Regions from separate parts of the Zea mays genome. Here region 1 is linked to region 2. The links are chromatin contacts, called in public Hi-C maps. All regions are on one chromosome and are shown on one strand. Each heading gives the region's core, a stretch centred on a gene start, on an enhancer-like site or on the middle of the called end of the contact. The rest is flanking DNA. Distances are from core to core; before and after follow the strand shown. Region 1 has its middle 67 kb from the start of LOC103635254. Region 2 has its middle 38 kb from the start of LOC109941775.

Evidence for each region. A called contact is a pair of places that touch in the nucleus more often than the background predicts.
Region 1: a Hi-C map of leaf shows a contact between it and region 2, with 6 times the contacts expected there. The contact joins two enhancer-like sites. A contact is called at or near these places in 2 of 25 Hi-C or Micro-C datasets (endosperm and leaf).

What each region holds. Positions count from the first base shown.
Region 1 is chr8:60,937,213-60,940,667 of Zm-B73-REFERENCE-NAM-5.0, forward strand. No RefSeq gene overlaps it. Among protein-coding and RNA genes, the nearest start is that of LOC103635254, 67 kb to the right of the region's middle. Within about 2 kb of position 1,414, at least 17 of the 20 cell types and tissues checked have an H3K27ac peak or open chromatin away from gene starts, as enhancers often do. A contact at or near this core is called in leaf, where this site is marked.
Region 2 is chr8:60,712,113-60,715,470 of Zm-B73-REFERENCE-NAM-5.0, forward strand. No RefSeq gene overlaps it. Among protein-coding and RNA genes, the nearest start is that of LOC109941775, 38 kb to the right of the region's middle. Within about 2 kb of position 1,724, at least 14 of the 20 cell types and tissues checked have an H3K27ac peak or open chromatin away from gene starts, as enhancers often do. A contact at or near this core is called in leaf, where this site is marked.

The DNA.
Region 1 (3,455 bases), core at 164-2,663, 220 kb after region 2:
CGGCTAGTGTACCATTTTTACACTCTACAGAGGTTGTGCATCTTTACCCACAAGTCGTGTTACCCATTTTCCATAGAGTTGATCAGACCCCATACACCTCTACCAAGGAAGCGAGGCAGGGTACCACTACGTGGCCTTTACAAAGTTCCACTAGCTTTAGAAAACCCGCTACAGTTTATAGGAAGCTCCAATGCAGGAATCCCTCGCCTAACCGCCATCGCAGCAAAATCAACCCATGGACCTCCCTACACTGACCACTCCCCTACTGCCCTTGCCCCTTTCGGGTAAGGTAGTCATCCACTAGCTTTTCTAGTTAATAAGCCAAGGGCGTCCCATTAAACCCTTGTGGTAGCACTGTTTCCCGGGTGGTTCTTCATGTTCCCATTAACATAATGATCTTATCATGAACAGTAAACAATAAACTGATAATAAAAAGTGTAATCATGATTAATGAATATCTCTATACCCAAAACCATATAAAGCAATAGCATGTACTACCCAAAAATTCAGTGGTAAAACCAGTGGTGAAACAAGGTATAAAAATAGCCAAAACTAGGTTAACCTATTGGGTCCCATTAAAATTAATTATGCAGATAATTATGATTAATAAGAACATGACTGGGTAAAAGAAGTGATCAAGGGCATAACTTGCCTTCAACGAGCTCCAGCTCAGTAATCTCCTCCTGCTGAACCCCCGGCTCCTCAGTAGCTTGGTCGTCTACTCGCATCATTACAAACATACATAGTATAGCAAAAACTAACATCACACCAAACAACATATCAGAGTGCATAATAATATTCTATTCTGAGTAACGAGATCGTAGGAACAAGAATCACTAAATTTGGAGTTATAGTTATTTAGTTATGAATTTCTGAAGCTATTAAGCACTTAGACTAGATTAATTCAAATGAACAATTTTAATTCAAGTTTCATGACTAAACAATGTTACCAGTTGATAGACAATATTAATATAAAATTATTGCAACCGGAATGACTCAATTTGGAGGTAAAATAAATTTAATATGATTTATACCAGTTTCTAGAATTATTTTTATATTAAAAATCAATTTCTATAATTATTTATCTATTTCATTTGTTCTCTGGTCTGCGCGTCAAATTCCAAAACGGCCAGGGGCTTTCTCGCACAAGTCCCACAGACTCAGGTCTAATGCGCTGATGGACGGCGGGTTGATTGGCCAGAAACAGAGGGGCTCCTTTGCAATTTTTATCAGCCGAAGCGGTATCGCCATTTCTGGCCATCCGATCAGAATCAGACGCGCCAGATCATAACGCGAACCGGTACGAGCCCGCGAGCGTAGGATCCCGATCCAACGGTCTACAACATGGTTTCTTTTCGCCCGCACATCCGATGATCACCGGCCGAGATCGACACGGCCGAATCGGTACGCTGGCTCACATCGTGGACGTTGATAATGAATCTAACGGTTGCACATCAATCCGGCTGAGCGGCTACGGTCATCCGATCCCCACCGTACCGCACGGGATCAACGGTCGTCGGCCTTCTTCTACGTTCTACCACACCGGTTCTCTCTCTCTTCTTTTTTTTTCTTTCTCCAGCTAATCCGCCGCGGCCGAGCGCCATGGACGCGACAACGAACTATTCCGAGCTCGCCATTCGAGCCCTATCTACCGCCAGGACGCCTCTGCTCCTACCTTACACGGCCACGCATTCATCTTCTTCCCTACCCCCATGACCAGACCTGACGGCGCCGCCCACTCCTCCGGTGCTGGCCTCACCGGCGCTACCCGACACACTTGTTGATAGACCAAAGCCCGAGCCTACGAACTGCTACCAGCACAGAAATATAAAACAGAGACAACTAGAGTGGTGATTCTCACCAGAATTCCCGACGCTCGGCTCGATTTGGCGATGAAGGCTCGGTCCGGTGAGATGCCGACCGCACCCGTCCACAGTTCGTCCGCCTGGCGTGCGCTGTGAAATCCCCACCGCGGTACAATTACGCCGAGACCCTCGCTTCCAGGTTGCCGTGCGGCAATGCTTCGCGCGTACTCCCCAGCGACCTCGCCCTTCATGTTAATGGCGGCGGCCGGAGCTGGTTGCACCCAAATCCAAGCAACGATGGCACCCAGGACTTGCGTGCGAAACACAATGGGGAAGGGGAGAGAGCCGCAGAAGTGCCCGAGTGTTTATCCCGGAGCCGTCGGTCGTGGAGAAACAGAATCCAGCTGGAATTTTCGCCGCGGCGGTGATTTCGCGTGGTGGTTTTCAGTTGAGGATAGAACGCCGACAAGGGGGCCCGCTCGACAGTGAGTTCGGGAGGCTGAGGAGTGGAATGGCGCAGTGTGAGACAACCCTATGGACCCTGCCCAGTAGCGATCCCAGGCCACTGACAACAATGGCCCACCAGTCGGCGCCCCACTACTCGTATGGGCCGCGCAGGCTTAAGGCGCAATTGGGCCGAGCAGCTACTTCCGCCCAGGCGCAGGTTTTATCCTTGTTTTTCTTTTTAATTTCTTCTTTTCTGTTCTATTTTCTTTACTTTTCATATTTGAACCCTTAAATTTGAATCCACATTCGATTGTAAATTTTGAACTTGAACTAGATGTACTAGTCGAAGATGTTGATATGAAAAGACACCTTTATTTATATATTTTCCTTGCATTATATATAGGGCTTTTTTCCTATTTTCAACCCAAATTTCAATTTGGGATTAATCCCACATCTCAAGTCATTATTTTATTTCTAATACTATTGTTATTATTATTTGAATGCACAAGCAAACAAAAATATCCAACATGATGCATAGCTTAGAGGTGCCTTTATTTATTTATTTACTTTATTTATGGTTATTCTCATGATATAATGAGTAGGTGGCCAAACATGTAACAAGATCATCTCTTTTATAATTTGGGTATTACACACATGGAACGATATTGGTTAGTATTGGTATAAGTATAATTTTATTGATATAAGAAAGTGGAATAAATAATAGGCCACGTATTTTCGGTCAGATTAAAATATAGGTTTTACTAGTCATGATAAATGTATTCATAAGTATAGCACTTAATTACTCAGAATTAGTAAAATATCTATTTATGTCATAATAACCATGATTATGTTACTTAAATTAGTAATTTACATTAATTCTTAGAACATTAATGTTAGGTGATTTATAAATAAACATTTTTAGCTATGCCTAAAATATTTATCTAGGAAGAAAAGGATAAAACCCAAAAGTCTATTATTAAAGTTGTTAACACATTTTTATCTATATTATACTCGATAAAACTAGTGTCATAGTCACCTACTCATATTTTCACCAATGATAACCCAACGTAGAAGTCATAGTGGATTAATAAGTATTTATGCTTTAGACGTATTTATGAGTATAATTGTGTGATGTATGAATGTGTATGTAATGGTGAATGATTACCCATGTAATGGTGTATGTTAATTTATTTGGCGTACGTA
Region 2 (3,358 bases), core at 474-2,973:
ATCTTTTATGTTTCATATGCTTCTTCTTTCATTAATATATATATAACGATGATGATGATATGTCCTTCATGACCTTGGTCTAAAGATCATTATATCCTAAGGGAGATAATGCTTCGAAGGACGAAGGGCATTAACCATTAACATTTTGTGTTGCCTTGTTCTTAACTCATAGCATTTGAGAACAAGTCCCCAACAAGTGCTATTGAGCCAACTTTAGGGTCTTGCATCTCTTAATCCATAAGGGATTTGCTAAAAGTCATTATGGAAAATTTGTAGATCTACTTTAGTAGTACGAATTTGATTAAGTGACCTAGCCCAAGAACTACATGGAACTTGGAGTAAACCACCCTGGAAGTAGGGTTGTTGGTCATGTGGTATTCTGAACCTGGACTAACAGTGACTTTGGTCCATCTTTGGAGCCAAATTGTGACTAATCCAGTGAAGTTAAGACCCAGATCATTGTGACAAAGTTAAAGACCATATATAGGAGAACAACTTTGCTGAAGTCAGATGGGTATGTTACTATTGGGAATGGAAGTAGTTAGCCCTCAAACTCGCTCTGTCAGACAGTTGAATGGGTATTTGCATGGTACAATAACTGAAAAAGGTTTCAGGTTCAGTGAACCTCGCCACTGGTGTCGTGCACCGTGATCCGCACTGGGCGCCGTGATTCGCGCACGGCTATGGATGACGACTCCACAGTAAGTAAAAAGATCACTGGAGGGACGAAAATATCGCGAGGAGGGGATTGGGTTGAGCCCTATGCGCTGTACCCACTTGCACAGCGACACGGCCATCATCGTGGTGGTCGCCATCTTCCGCTGTTGAGCCACGACGAGGTCATTTCATCACGCATCTGTAACCGTGGCAAGCAGCCAGTTACTGCCTGGGACCATTAACCCATCGTGCGCCACGGTGAACTTGCCCAGTCAAAAAAATCTTGCCTCCACCGTAATCACCTTCTCCCCAAATTTGCCAAGCACATGATCGGTTCCTTTAAATTGAGCACTTTGTTAGCTCCGTCTCTCTATTATGCGCCCAACCCACCCTCAGCCAGCCCCTCTTGTGTACCCTAGCTCTCAGTCATTAGAATTCCCCAAGCACGGTCATCGGCACCACCGAGTTGATCCCGTCGTGGCTAGCCCTTCTTAGGTTAGTTCTTCTCCCTCTGGTCCTCGTTTTAGTACCTCTCTGACCTCTAGATGCTTACGGTCTTGACCAATTGAACGCTATCGCAGTATAGTCCTGTGAACGTCATGTTGCCGCCTAGGAACGCCGCTGTGTACACCCCTCACGTCGGCCTGCTCTTCCATGCCTTCTCCATCCAAATTCGTGCAAGCACCATAACCCTGGTGGGCCACTGATACTGTCCGAGTCAGTTGATTGAACTCTACTATGTTATCAGGCTCGGAATGGGCTCACCGAACATCGGTGTCCGCCATTGTTGCGGACAGGGGCATTCTAAGATCGGACCATTCCGTTTTTCTTTGACAATATGAGCGGTTAGCCTCGGGCATGAGGCCCGTGTACTCACAACCATCAGAACCAGTCGCCGACGGTGAGCCCCGTGGCCCGAGCTAGGTGTTCGACTGGTGTGTCCTCGGGGGTTTGAATGTGTGAAGAAATAGAACTAGAAGGGCTTCTATGAAGATGTCAGTGACTCTAGGAAACAGTGTCTCGGACTCTTAACTAAATATTTGAATAGCCATGGGTTCTTGCGCAAAGTCTCTAAAGCGGGCGCGGGGGCAGGTGCATTCCCCTGTTCGTGGGCCAGTTTGGGCTCAACTCAGCCTAATCCTATTCATAATTTTCTCTTTTCTTTTTACTGGTAGCTTGTGAAATCCTGTAAAAATAGTTGAAAGTGATAAAAACATGGAACCAATTTTACTAGACTTCTAAAACCAGATAGTATTTAACAAAAATAAGTCCAAAATTTTTATTTCAAACCATAAATTATGTAGAATTTAAAGGTGCTTAAGGAGAGCCTCTTAGAATTTTAGAAATAGTTTAATAGTCCCAAAAAATAAAACTTTTTGGGTGGGCTTAATATGTTTGTTTTTAACCTTGAGTGAATTTTGAACTTGTTTGGACTCTGTTTGACCAGGAAATCAATAATAAGTCCAAAGAATTAAGCCCTTTTAATACCAAGTGAGCTTAGGGGTAGTTTTGCAAGTAAAATTTGCAAATCATGAACTTGCTACAACTTGGTAGCCTAAGAAGATTAGTTGAGTTAATCTTAAAGGATTATCTGGCTAGGAAGTCTTGATGGTTGATAAACATCGTGAAGAAAAGTTGTATTCAAGACACTGCTTTCAATCTTCTTGTTATAAACTTGCATATCCATGACATAGCATAACCATTCATATACGTATTATTTTGTATAGAGCACAAAGAAGAGTCTATGGTAGAATAAGAAGTTGTTCCTCCAATTGAAAATCCTCCCATGGAGAATAACTTTTACTTTGACATCTGTGGTGAAGAAGCAGTTACTTCTACGACACAAGGCAAGCCCGGGTGCATTTACCTTTTTTCTTGTATTTAAAAGTTTTATCACCTTTGAATGATGCATTAGGTAATAGGAATTGTGTGATAAACTATTGATGCATTTCCCTCCTTGTGAAATTGAGTTTCGTTCCTTGATACCTAATTTTCTCAAACAAGTTTTAATAATGCTTAGCCTTGCTTAGAAATAAACAAAATGTTTTGTTTTAAAAAAAGGTGATGCTTCACACTGGAATGGGGATTTCTACAAAGAAAAACTTATGATGGTGGATCCATCACAGCCGTGATGGATGCAACATCTGAAAAGAGTACCTCTAACATGTACAAAGCTGTAGGTTATAAATTATAAGATGAGACCAGACGGGTGACTTGCACGAGAAGGAAGTCTCTATGTAGTGTCTCCATTTGAGTGAGTTAAGGACCGAGCCGATGTAAGCTTGATGATTGAGGACCTTATAACTGGCTACATGCCTCATTATGGGTAAGCTTTCCCTCGGACCGACAAATACCAGAATTGCTCGCCCGCACTGGGCGTGAGAGATGGTGAGATAGTGTGTACCCTCCATGGCAAGAGGCTGGACGGTTAAATAACTGTACTCTCGGGTAGCGGGAAGTCGTTCTGGTCTTGAGAAACCCTGGTGCGAGTTGACATATGCAAGGATTAAGTGCTACATATGTCGTGTGGTTAGAGATCCCCGCTCGGTATTAATTGATTCGGATCACCGTTACTTCTCGGACATGAAGACTTGGTCACTGACCTACATTGTAGTGACAAGTAAATTCAAAGCTTGAGAAAAGATTGCTAGTGCAGGCCAAGCATTTGATCTAGATTAGGAAAGGAATATAGATTCAGGAA